Regions from separate parts of the Mus musculus genome. Here all the other regions are linked to region 1. The links are chromatin contacts, called in public Hi-C maps. All regions are on one chromosome and are shown on one strand. The core of a region is the stretch at or near the end of the contact, and the rest is flanking DNA. Distances in the headings are between cores, read along the strand shown. Region 1 overlaps Grin2b (glutamate receptor, ionotropic, NMDA2B (epsilon 2)). Region 2 has its middle 23 kb from the start of Gprc5a. Region 3 overlaps Hebp1 (heme binding protein 1).

Evidence for each region. Hi-C and Micro-C count contacts between places; a contact is called where the count stands out from the background.
Region 2: a contact with region 1 is called in a Hi-C map of cortical neurons, with 2.7 times the contacts expected there. The contact joins two enhancer-like sites. A contact is called at or near these places in 3 of 484 Hi-C or Micro-C datasets (cortical neurons and palatal mesenchyme) and 1 of 115 datasets of contacts at active chromatin or transcription factors (astrocytes).
Region 3: a Hi-C map of cerebral cortex shows a contact between it and region 1, with 4 times the contacts expected there. The contact joins two enhancer-like sites. A contact is called at or near these places in 1 of 39 promoter capture datasets (hippocampal neurons) and 2 of 484 Hi-C or Micro-C datasets (cerebral cortex and cortical neurons).

The regions. Positions count from the first base shown.
Region 1 is chr6:135,905,683-135,909,944 of GRCm38.p6, forward strand. All of the region lies in intron 5 of Grin2b (glutamate receptor, ionotropic, NMDA2B (epsilon 2)), which reads right to left. Among named protein-coding and RNA genes, the nearest start is that of Gm14330, 55 kb to the left of the region's middle. Within about 2 kb of position 2,044, at least 37 of the 459 cell types and tissues checked have an H3K27ac peak or open chromatin away from gene starts, as enhancers often do. A contact at or near this core is called in cerebral cortex and cortical neurons, where this site is marked.
Region 2 is chr6:135,086,196-135,090,457 of GRCm38.p6, forward strand. No RefSeq gene overlaps it. Among named protein-coding and RNA genes, the nearest start is that of Gprc5a, 23 kb to the left of the region's middle. Within about 2 kb of position 1,741, at least 108 of the 459 cell types and tissues checked have an H3K27ac peak or open chromatin away from gene starts, as enhancers often do. A contact at or near this core is called in cortical neurons, where this site is marked.
Region 3 is chr6:135,139,270-135,143,531 of GRCm38.p6, forward strand. All of the region lies in intron 3 of Hebp1 (heme binding protein 1), which reads right to left. Among named protein-coding and RNA genes, the nearest start is that of Gm22881, 7.2 kb to the right of the region's middle. RefSeq lists an enhancer at 2,278-2,841. Within about 2 kb of position 2,407, at least 51 of the 459 cell types and tissues checked have an H3K27ac peak or open chromatin away from gene starts, as enhancers often do. A contact at or near this core is called in cerebral cortex and cortical neurons, where this site is marked.

The sequences.
Region 1 (4,262 bases), core at 794-3,293:
GTCTGCCTGTGTAAGATATTTTTCTATCAAACCTCAAGAAGCCAGATGAATATTAGAATATGCTACACAAGAAATGCCTGGCTGGTTCCAAAAGGAGAGCAAGCACTGTAAAGCAATTAATAAATGCTATTTACGAGCGGTGATTAGCTCTTTTCTTGTGTTGCGTTATTGGTGAGGGGATGTAGGAAAACTCATATAGCCACTCTGTTGGAATCTCGATTTGAAAGGGAACAAGAACCCTAGATTCCCACCCCTTCTACTCATTCCACAAAGCCTAAATCTTACAAACGTAAGGATCAGATGCAAAACTTCTGCTTGTGAGGGAGACGCCTGGGTACGTGGAAGTCTGGCTAAAACCAATGGCAACGATCACCTAATGATGCCCCTGTGGTAAGTGCGCCTGGTGGCTCTGCCCTGGTTCTCTCCTACAAATCACAGGGAACTAACAAGAACAACGCAGCACTTTTTTTTCCTTTGTCTTCTTATTTCTTTGGCGAAACATAGCATCTCCCCCCAAGTCTTTAATCAGACAGTTGGCACTCGTCTGTTCTGCAAATGCAATATTCCTTAATTGTGTTTCTTAATACAATTACAGAGCTGTGCTTTGGCCGCGCTGGCTCACAGAACCGTGCCAAGATCGAGCCCAGTCAGAGCCACAAAAGTTTAAATGCCACACGTTACAGAAGTGCCTACCAGCCCCTGCCACCGTAGGATCAGAACCAATGAAACTAACTGCTCAAAAGGCAGAGGCAGCAGGGAGAGGTAGAAGGTGGACATCTCACTCTCTGCACTGTGGTACTCACCCACTGCTCCTCACTCTAAATACTATTTTCTCTTTCTTGCATTTCAGTCTACAATTCCATTAAATATAATAACAGCGTAGAAATACAAAGAACATCTTTTTTTTTTTTCAGCACGAAAAAACTTTCATTTTAAAGCCCACTGTGTGCTCCAAAAATTTAGCAATGCATCAATTTCTCATCGGGGCCAGGGCACACATGGTACTGGAAGCTTTAAAGTTCAGTGTCTTTTCTCTGTATATGGGTTGAACTAAAGACTCCTTAAAGCCAACCCATTCCGATGCTTCTGTTGCCAACCATGCTGATAGAAACTCATCTCTCTGCATAAAATAGACCCACAAATGTCAGCTGAAGGAACGGGATGCACGAGAGAATCAGGATTTCTTCTCATGCGATAAATGTTCACAGCTTGTACCCTTTCCAGAATTTGAGGTTCCCAACACCAGCAACAATTACAGTTTTTGGATTGACCTTCAGGAGGGAAGCAAAGGAAGGGATTCTTTCATGAACACCAGGTTTAAAATCCATTTAAAATGTCATTCTACCCTGTTCTGTTCATCTGGGCCACACAAATGACAGCAGAGTGGTTCTAAGCCCCTGGCTGCTGGAATCAACCTCCAAGCCCTGATACACATCGTTTCTGACTGAGCCTGTACCCCTTTCTGGTCCTTCGGAGTTAGAATTTGCGTTAGGTCAGGCCCGGGTTCTGGACAGACTCTCATCAGTTTTCCTGAACTCTTCCATGCAATTGGCAACAAGAAACTGAGGATTCAAAACACAGGGAGGGGAAAACGGCAAAGACAGCAGGCAAGGAAGCCAGCTTGTCAACACTTCCCCGAGGCTGTTGACTCATTACCAGGTGATAACATTTTGAAAGACTCCTCTAGCTGGAAAACTAAGAACGCTAGCTGCTGATCACAGCAAATCTCCCTTGCTTAGTGTACAGTAATGCCACCGCTCCCTCAACCACCAGCACCCCACATTATCCTACTAAGAGTTGTGGGTTGCAAATCCCCCGCCAACTGCCCCTTCCCACTTTGTAGCATACAGTAGGCATCGGCCCATTATCATGACTACGAGGACAGATCTGCTAAAAGCTGATCCCCTAGAGTCCACTCAAAACATCCCAGTATTCCACTTGCCCCTTGCGGGTTAGTTTGGGGACTGGGCAGAACCGGGGAAGGAAACGCTTCCCTAAGGATTGTGCCGCCGCTAGAGGCCGCTCTGAGCCAGATTCTCGCCTAAATCTGCTCTGAAGGGAAATCGCATCAGAGGGAAGAGGCAGCACTGAGTAGCACCGGGAGTCATGGCAACACCATGGCTCCTATTTTTAAACTTGTGGGTGAGTGAGCACACCAAGTGTGCGTGTATGTGCGTGGGGGGAGGGATTGGGGCGCATCTCAGAGGAATATCCTCCCATATGCTTTTGAGTTTTCAGGGGTGAATAATCTGTGTCCAGAAGGTCATCGAATTAAATTGGAACTTGGGATGGAAGAATGTGTTCTTTCCTTAACTTCACTACCTTGGTCTCAATCACAAAAGATCCTTTAGGTCCTAAAGGCACACCTAAATTCCTGATAGCTCCAGCCAGCGTCCTCTTTAATGCTGATCTTTGTTCCTTCCGCGTGCTTTGCCAGCCTCTTGGGTGATTCACTTTGTGTTGCTAGAAGAGTAAGAAGTCTAAGACTGCAAATTAAAGGGATCTTTTTGCGGATGCCCCACTCCTCCTGAGGCCAATCAAAGTGCATGCTGGGTAGCATTTGCATCGTCCAGAACCTTGAACAAGCCTCAGTATAGAAAAAAGGGTGCAGACACCCACTGCCTATGTTATCAATTAAACCAAGTGCAAATGGCATCTAAAATGCAGAAAACTGGCCCAGGTTGGTTCAGCCCGTTTCTTCCCCAGCAGCACTCCCCCACCTCTGTTTCCTTCTGGTCTGCTCTCCGGCAGTGTGTATGCTTTGAACAAGTCCAAACTTATCTAACCTGTCAAAAATGAACGGTGGCCCTGGAGAACATCTGTAAATCAAGACAGAGGTCAAGGTCTTGCTTTTGTCTTAACACATGTCCAACGACAATATTTTCAATGTTCCTCTGACCTTTCTGAGTGCCAACAGACTCTAGAACAGAATGTTTGCCTCCTCCTCTATAGGAGGAATTGCATCGGCCACCTCTATGTAAATGCCAAATGCCGGGACCACGTAGCCATAAAGGCATCTCTTATAGGAGGATTTAATTGAAGACTGTCTGAGAGACCAAGGATTTTTGAAGTAGACAATGCCAGCCAATCAGGAACTGTTGTTTAGAAAAACTGCTCTCTTGGAACCAGTGGAGCATAGGTGGAGGGTATTAAAGGAGCTTGCAGCCGTGCTCAGACGAGTTTGCCACTGCACTTCTTACCTGCTCCCAGAGTCTGTGTCATTTACTCTGTGCCACCTCACCTCCAACCCCAAGGACGGGGAGGGTCAGCAGCCAGTAGTCCAGGGCACAGGCAACACTCTTTCATCACAAGATTCTCAGGTGTGGAGTGATTGGGTATGCTTTTCCATGTATGAGATAAAGAACTTGGGAGCATACAGCCAGAGTAAGAAAGAAACATCATCCTTTCTTGTGTGAAAAGAAAGGGGCCCAGAGCATCATAGCAAAGTGAACCTAGATACAAAGTGGTGTCCCCTGGGATCAATGTAGATGTCTTTAAAACACATTTATTGGATGTTGCCCTCAGGCTCCCTCTGGGTTTCTCATGGTCGAGCAGAGGCTAGTGCACATATGTGTGCAGTGCGTCTTTATTTGTGTATGTATGTATATTTATTTGTATGTGTGTGCACCTGTGTTCATTTGTGTGAGTATATGTTTGTGCATGTGTGGGGGTGTGTTCATTTACTGAGTGTGGGCACATACACACAGAGATCAGAGAATATTCTTGGTTGTCAGCTCTCACCACCTTGCTTGAGGCATAGTCTCTTGTTCCCTGCTATATATGTCAGGATAGCTGGCCTGAGATTTTCCAGGGGTTCCCCTGGGTCCACCTTTTATCCCAACAAAGGAATGCTGGAATTACAGACCCCCACTGCCACTCCCAGCCTTGTGTGAGTTATCGGTACTGCAAGTACTTTACACACCAAACCACCTGCCCAGCCTAAGGAAGAAATTCTTGATTCTGAGCCACTCTGTCCTGCGAGTTAATGCTATGATCTTCACAATCAAAGTCCTTCACATTTGAGTCAGTACTGAGGGAAAGGAAGTGGTCCAAGGTGGGTCGACATCCGGGGGCCCACTGCCTCTGAGATTTGTACAGTGTGGGCTGGAAATGGGATCCCACCTGCAAGTCAAATGTAAATGTAACCCACTCTGTTTGAACTCCATTTTTCTAACCTGAGAAAATACGGAGGCAATAATGCTCTAGGCTATACTCTCCAGATTAAATGATGCTGCACAGAACACTTGGCACATAGTAGTCAT
Region 2 (4,262 bases), core at 491-2,990, 820 kb before region 1:
GCCAGCAGTATCACAGTGGAAGCCCGGGAAGTGACCTGTGATTTAACTCAAATCTTACACCATCTACCTGGAGACAATATCACATCCCATGGATTGAGAGAGCCCAGAATTCCAAACGGATCACCATCACTTGTTTATCAGTCTGGTCCCTGGGTGCTAGATCTGTGTTTCTAATTTCTCTGCTATAAACTGGGTGTTCTCACCCTTTCCTGTCAGGACTGACTCCCAGGAGTCGGGGAAATGTCTCTGCATTTGTTATAAAGGCTGCTGCAAAGGATACAGATGAGATCTACAGGCTAGCCATGGGAGAAGCTTCTGACCTTATGACTCTATGTGCACCATCCACCAGGGCAGGCCAAGCACGTAGCCTCCTGAAGCGTTTTGGATTGTGTCTGAGTTTGTATGGAGTTGGTGTGCCTAGCAGGACTGCAGATAGATGTGTGTGTGTATGTGTGTGTGTGTGTGTGTGAGAGAGAGAGAGAGACAGAGACAGAGACAGAGACAGAGAGAGACAGACAGAGACAGAGAGACAGACCCTGCAAGGCTTGTGTATTCCTCTCTCTCTCTGGCCCAAGATGACTTGGAATTCACCATGTAGCCCACGTTGGCTTGTGGCCATCCTGCCTCAGTCTGCTAACTGGGAATTAAGGTCATCGTGACTAGCAACTTCCGGGCTCTTAGGTCTTCCGTTCTTCGTTCTTCACTGGAAGGTATCAGATTACCTCTGGATAAGGAGACTGAAGACCTGCTACCTGCTCCTCCTTTTTGGGGATAGTGTTTAGCTCTGTATGGGGGCCTCAAACTCAAGGGGATATGCTTGCCTCTGTCTCCTGAACTCTGGGACTAAAGGTATGTCTCTTGAGACAAAGTCTCATGGAGCCTAGGGTGGCCTCCAACCCTATGAAGCTGAGGCTGGTATGGCCATTCTGCTCCCACCTCCCCTGAAGGGCATAGAATGTTCTGGGCCCATCTTGTCGTTAAGGGAGGAGCCTTGCCAGGGTTTCTTTCTTTTTTTTTTTTTCTTTTTTTTTTAAGATTTATTTATTTATTATATGTAAGTACACTGTAGCTGTCTTCAGACACACCAGAAGAGGGAGTCAGATCTCGTTACGGATGGTTGTGAGCCACCATGTGGTTGCTGGGATTTGAACTCTGGACCTTCGGAAGAGCAGTCGGGTGCTCTAACCCACTGAGCCATCTCACCAGCCCGTTGCCAGGGTTTCTATACCTATGGCTGTTGAGACACCGAGGAGGACCTGGGAATGGCACCATCTCTGTCTCTGGAGAGCTTTGGCCAAGAGATTAAATGGTCCCCCAAGTGGAAAGATGGTCACAACATTCTGAGTGCGTGCCCTTTCTGGTAACAGAAGACTGCCTCTGCAAAGTGCTGGTCTTTCCCATGGCCCGTTGTCACTTCTGTTCATTTATAAGCTCTTTGCGTCAAGGGCTAGAAGTTCCACGTTTGAGAATTACTATACGGAAGAGGACTTCAATCTCATCTCCGCCCATAGGAAAGTAGAATGCGAAGACTCAGTCCAGGCTGGCCCTTGGCCAGTGTCAGTTGATTGATGTCTGGAGGCAAAGTGCCACTCTTTGAACTAAACGGTTAATGATGAATCAATGCGCAAGCCCAGCAGCCTTCTCTCTTTTTTTTAATCACGTGTGAAATAGACTTAGGGTCCCACCTTTCCGAACCAAAGTTGCCATACCCGGCTTCTCCACTAGATGGCAGGAAGACCTCAGCGTTCAACCCTGGGGAGCCTAAATACAGCATCTCCTGGCTTAAGGCCCCATTCTGGTTGAGGGCACAAGATTGTGAGCAGGACCGAGGGAGGCGTGCCTCAGAGCTGCCCCTTCCCCTAACCTTTAAAGCCACTTCCCGTCTCCTTTGCCCTTATTTTTTTTGTGTGTGAACTTCTCCAAGGTTTCCCAGCCCGTTTGCACGCAACCTGGCATCATTACATGTAACGTCTCACGGACTGATCTTATGAATGTCATCTGGTATTTATGTGGTGAGAACATTGGCTCTCGGTCAAAACCAGAAGTACAAGCTGGCCCTGGAGATCCAGGAGCCCCCTCCGCCCTCCCACTCGCTCCGTGTTTCCTTCCGTTCTGGGCTTACTGTTGCTGAGCACTGAATGCCCTGTTGGGCTTTTTTGATTTCCTGACTACTTTCTTTTGTTGCTGCCAGGGTTTTGCATGGTCACTGATATCCCAGCCTCAGCCTCAAATGGAGCGTTGCTTCAGAAAATCCTAACTGTTTACCTCTGAGCACCGGGGAATCTGGACTTTAGCTTGTAGGTTGCTGTCTTTGTGTGTTAAACATTTTAACTAATTAATTAATCAATCAATTAATTAATCAATCAATTAATTAACTAATTAATTAATTATGTGTGGGTTCCTGTGCATGTGTGTAGAGGTCACTTCTCTCTTCCCACCACACAGGTTCTAGAGACTGAAGTCAGGCCCAGACTTGCATCTCTCCCTGCTGAGCTATTGCCTGTTTCCTTTTCTTTTCCTTCTTTTACATGAAAGGTTTTATTATATGCGTGCTTTTATCTGTGTACGTGTATCACATGTATGCCCTCAGGGAAAGAAAGGGACCGGTCCTTTAGGGGTGAATTACAACCAGTTGTAAGCTGCCTTGTGAATGCTGGGAACGGAACTCAGGTCTTCTGTGAGAATAGCCAGTGTTCTTAGCTCTTGAGCCCCCCCCCCCTCTCTCTGACAGGATCTTATATAGCTTGTGTTAGCCTCAAAGTCACTTTGTAGGCAAGGTCCTTCTACCTCCGCCTCCCAAGAAGTAGGACCACAGGTGTATATAGCACCATGTCTGGCTTGCTTTTGGAATGTGTGTGTGTGTGTGTGTGTGTGAACCTCTACCTATATGCATGTATGGAGGTCAGAAGGAGACACTGAGTGTTTCTGTTCTATCACCCTCTGCCTTATTTCTTGGAGACAGGGTCTCTCACTGTAGCTAGAGCTAGGCTAGCAAGCCCTGGCGATCTTCCCTGACAAGGCAGAGGCTACAGGTACATGTGTAACCACAATGTTTTACTTGGGTCTTGGGTATTTGAACATAAGTTCTCATGCTTGCATAGCAAGCATACTTACTTACTGAGCCAGGTGTGAGGCAGGGTTTGATGCTGTATCCCAGGCTAGCCTGGTACTACATATCCCAGGCTGGCCTTTCACTCTCAGGACTCCTGTTCCGGCCTCCCAGGTATCCCTTACAGGCCTGCATCTGCATGTCTGGCTCTAGAACCCTTTGTCTTCAGGGCAGATAATGCTTTGGCCTCCCTGGATTCTGCTGATGTTCCATAGATGGCTGGGTTTGGGTAGCAAGTCACTGGTGCCTGACCCTGCAACTCCCCAAATACCTACAGAGTTGCCCATTCCTTGGAGAGGAACATCTCTGGACCTAAAACTCTGTGGTTTAAGGAGGTCGCAGAGACTGTCTGGTTGGTGTCTCTGCAGCCTTCATTTAACAGGAAACTCAGGGAAGCACGATGGAGCAGATACAGTAAGGATTGTATCGCTGGTTCTTGGCTCTCTCTGCTGTCAATCCCTGATCAATTCTACAACTGTTTTTAAAGGGAGCATTTGGTCAAAGAAACAAAGCCTGAGTATGATCACCCATATTTTCAGGATTCCTCTGATTCTCCTTCTTCAAATCAGGAGCCCTCTCCTGGCCTCTCTCCTGGTCTTCTCGCCCTGTCTGGCATGGAAGCCGCAGGGAGGCACTGGTGGGAACTGCCTTTCTGATTTGTCCTCCATCTCCCAGCCTTGAGTCAGCTGTCAGGTGAGGGCGCTCCAGACAAGAAGAAAAGCTTTCCCTCAAGCTGCAGCCCGTGAGATGGGGGTGGGGTGGGGGTGGGGGGACGACGACACAAAGTTCCCGCAGGCCTGAAGCCTCTGTGCAGTGTAAGCCAGCGCCCAGTGCTGATTCTCTCTCTGTGGGAAGTTATGTCTCCTTTAAGGGACATTCACCTGACCTTGGAAACTTTCTTATTCGTTCGTTCGTTCGTTCGTTCGTTCGTCTGTCTGTCTATCTATCTATCTATCTATCTATCTATCTATCTATCTATCTATCTATCTATCTATCTATCTACCTACTGACAAGATTATCCTATGTAACCCAGGCTGGTCTGGAAAACACCGTGTAGCCCACACTGGATTGGATGGTCCTCCTGCCTCGGCATCTTGAATGCTGAGGTTGTAAGTGTCCATGGGGTCTTAAGTGTTCCTTAGGAGAGCAGACA
Region 3 (4,262 bases), core at 1,157-3,656, 770 kb before region 1:
TGTCTGTGTCTGAGCACCACCAGTGTGAAACATGGAGGACCCTGGCTATGGGAACGTGCAGACGGCTTCCCACAGACTCTGCCTTGATATGAAACTGTTGTCTGAAATGGACAATTCTCCTTCTCTCAATTACTGATTTTGGGTGGATGGGAGAGATGGCTCAGGGGTTAAGAGCATCTGTTGCTCCCACAGAGGACCCGAGTTCAGTTCCCGGCACCCATGTCAGGCAGCTCACAACAACCCTAACTCCAACTTCAGGGGATCCAATGCCCTTTTCTGGTGTCCAAAGACACAAAACCACACACACACAGACACATGATTAATTAAATGTAAAACAAAAGCTTAAACACCGAAACAAAAACAACATCAAAAGACTGATTTTGAAAAGGTCCAGAAGTATTGTACTTAAGTGAATCTTTCCTCTGCTGGAGGCAAAATGGCTGCCTGCAAGCTCCAATCGTAGCCCCAGCACTTTCCAGCTCGTGGTCAAGATCAACTCCTGCAGTATCTTGAACATTTGAGCCCTTTGTCAAGTAAGGATGATGATAACAGCACTAATTTTGAGAGTTGGCTTAGGAAATTAAGGGAGAAGAGACTGCCCAGTATAGTGCTTGTCACACAGTAGCTACCACTTTTACAGTTGCCCCTTGGTATCTCTGAAGTAATTATTCTAGGTCCTAGGTCCTGCACAGGGACTAAAATCTGTAGCTGCTCAGGTCACTTATGCAAAATAGACTGTATCTGCATGCCTGCCTGCATGGATCCTGTGTGGTCGGTCCTCCTCTCAGATACTTTAGTTTTTATTTTATCTCTCTCTCTGTGTGTGTGTGTGTGTGTGTGTGTCAGAGAGAGAGAGACAGAGACAGAGACAGAGACAGAGACAGAGACAGAGGCTGAGGGAGGACCTCTGTGTGCTATAGCACAGATGGAAGCAAGAGAACAACTTTTTGGAGTCAGTTTTCTCTTTGCACACCCAGGGTTCAAACTCAGGTCTTCAGGCTGGCATGGTAAGCACTTCTACCCACTGAGTGCTGGCCCCTCTAAGGCCCTTAAATAATTTTTGAATTACAGACCGTATCTCATGCCATGTAAACGCTGTGCAAGTTGCAGTTAAAATGTACTTCTGGGGTAATAATGAGGAGAAAAAAAAAGTTTGTGGGCCAGTGAATGGCTAACCAAGGCCGATGAACAGGAGCCACAAGGCCAAAGAGAGAACAGACTCCCGAGATACACATGAACACACACACACACACACACACACACACACACACACACACACACACACACACACACACACCAACTGTTTGGTACAGAGACAAATTTCTTAGGATTTTTGCCACACAGATCTATGCTGGGACAAGCATTGATGAATCGTGTGACAATTACTTCTTAAAATTTTTGTTACAATTATTTATTTATTTATTCATTTATTTGGTTGTGGGTGTTGGTGTGTGTACGTGTGCATAGCATAGTGCCATGGTGTGTGGGAACAGAGACCCGACTGTACAGGTTATTTCTTTTCACCATGTGGACCCCAGGACTTACACTCGCATCAGCCAGCGCCTTCACCAGCTGGGCCATCTCAACAGCCCTCACATGGTATCTGAATATCTGTCTGACACCGTATGACAGGTCATTTTTGTCAGCTTGGCTGGTTTTAGCATCACCTAGGGTACACATCTCAGGGTGTGCCTGCAAGGATGTTTTCCAAGAGGTCTAACTGAGGAGGGAGTGGATACAGGCAGTGCCATCGCATAGACTGGGGTCCTGGGCTGAATGGAAAGGGAAGAAAGCAAGCAAGGTGAGTGTCAGCATCCCTGGCATCCTTCACTCTCCTCTTGAGGACCCTGGACGTAGTGTGACCAGCGGCCTCACACTCCTGCCTCCAGCCTTCTCTGTCTCGAGGAGCGCTATCCCCTTTCCACTGAAGAGATATGACTAGCTCTGGTCAGTGAGGAGCGATTCAAGGTACAGATGTTGCTCAGAAAGCTGAAAGGTTGTTCTCAGGGGTCCTACGACCTCCTTCAGTGATGACAACAGGAAGAGGACCCATCAAAGGTTTCTTGGGAGTGGAGACCCAGTAAAGAGTGGCAAAGGAAATGTCATCACTCAAGAATTTATAAAGTTCACTCCTGAAAACCCCCTGCATTTATTCCTAGGCAGCACATGATGCTATGTAATAAAAATAAAACTTCCCTAACTGCTTCGCTATAGAAACCACCAGGAAACAAACAAGGCTGGGAGGGTCATAGAAATACAGGCATGTGCTGTCTTCTCTGCTCATTTTACCAACTCACTCTGACCCTAGTCACAGAAAGACAAACAAGCCAGCTAGCCAAGTCCTCCCAGGAGCACAGCCCCTCATAGGAAGGAGGCCCAGCCTGGCTGACTCAGCCTGCCATCAACACCAAGTGCCTCATCCCTACCAGTCTCAGCCTCCACTCGCACACTCAGGACGACAGCTCCGTGCCCACAGCTCTGCGAATTCACGAGCGTGCTTGAGTGAGTGGCAAGAAATGCTTGTAAAGTGCTTCGAGCTCCCCACAGGAAATTGAATGCTCAGACTGTTTTCGTAAGCCTGTTAATAGGTGTGTAACTCCTCACCTTCAAAGAAGCTGTCCTCCAGGGCACTGGATTTTATCTCACCCCATGTCAGACTAGCAACCGTGGTTACCATGGAAGCAGAAAGACATACCCGTATCTACGTACGCACACATGCACGTGAGTTCAGGGAAAAAATAAAGAGGCAAACTAGAAAGACTAGGAAAGTTAGGAGGTGGTCAAGAGTCAAGCTTCAGTCAGTCAAGGAGGCCAATATGCATGCCATGTTATCTTTCAGCGAGTCTGTGATGCTCTGTGTGTGTGTGTGCGTGTGTGTGTGTGTGTGTGTGTGTGTGTGTGTGTGTGTGTGTGTGTGATGATTCTGAGGTTGACCATCTACTGTTGTCTAAAACGTTAACAAGAGGATACCAGTTTACAGAGTTAGCTGTGGTTCTAATTTCTCCTTCTGTTACTGTGACAAAACACTGACCAAGAGCAACTTGGAAGACAGAAAGGGTTTATTTGGCTTACACTCCCACGGCACAGTCCATCCATCATAGGAAGTGAGGACTTCAGTCTGGAGGTGGCAAAGCAGAGGCCAGAGAGCAGTGGCTCTCAACCTTCCTAATGCTGTGACCCTTTAATACTGTCTCTCATCTTGTGGTGACCCCAACCATGAAATTATTTTTCTACTGTTATGAATCATGAGTATCTGATATGCAGGATATCAGATATGTGATCCCCGGGAAATGGTCCTACAAACCCCCAAGGGGTCGCGACCCACAGGTTGAGAACCACTACTATAGAGTCCATTGTCCCCCCCCCCTCGCCTTTCCCCACTCTTGCTTGCTCAGCCCGCTTTCCTATAGCACCTAGCACCATCAGGCCACAGATTGTACCTCTCATAGTGGAATGTTCTCTTGCATATCAATCATTAGTCAAGAAAATGCCAAAGACAGGCTAATATAATGGAAGCAATTTCTCCATTGAGGATCCCTCTTCCCAGATGTGCTGGCTAGTTTTATGTCAACTTGGCACAAGCAAGGGCCATCAGGGAGGAGCAAGCCTGTAGGGCTCTTGATAGGGGGGAAAGGCCCAGCCTATTGTGGGTGGGGCCACCTGGGCTGGTGGTCCTGGGTTCTATAAGAAAGCAGGCTGAGCATGTCATGAAGAGTAAGCCAGGAAGCTGAACTCTTCTATGGCCTCTGCATCAGCTCCTGCCTCCAGGTTCCTGCCCTGCTTGAGTTCCTGTTCTGACTTCCTTCAATGATGGACTACAATGCAGAAGCTTAAACCAAAGACACCTTTCCCTCCCCAACTTGGTTTCAGTCACGGTGTTTCATCACAGCAACGGTAACCCCAACTAAGACACCAGGCAACTTTAGATTGTGCCAAGCTGAGAAAACTAACCGGCTACACACACAGCAGCTATGCACCAAACTAGAGTAACTGCCCATCTCAATTCCACAGGGAAGATGGCGTCTCATTGATGTCTACTGAACAAGTGCAAGAGCTGACTGGGTGGAACATCCTTGAGCACAGAGCCCAGAGCTATAAGAGGGTAGAGAACCTCTGCTCTGTGGTGTCCTGGCCACCAGCGTTAGTGGTCATGTCCAGCATACCGAGATTATATGGGCAGATGGAAATACAACATACCTGGAGATGAGTGGGCATTTACATATATGATCCTATCTCATCCTTATGACAAACTAGGCATTGTT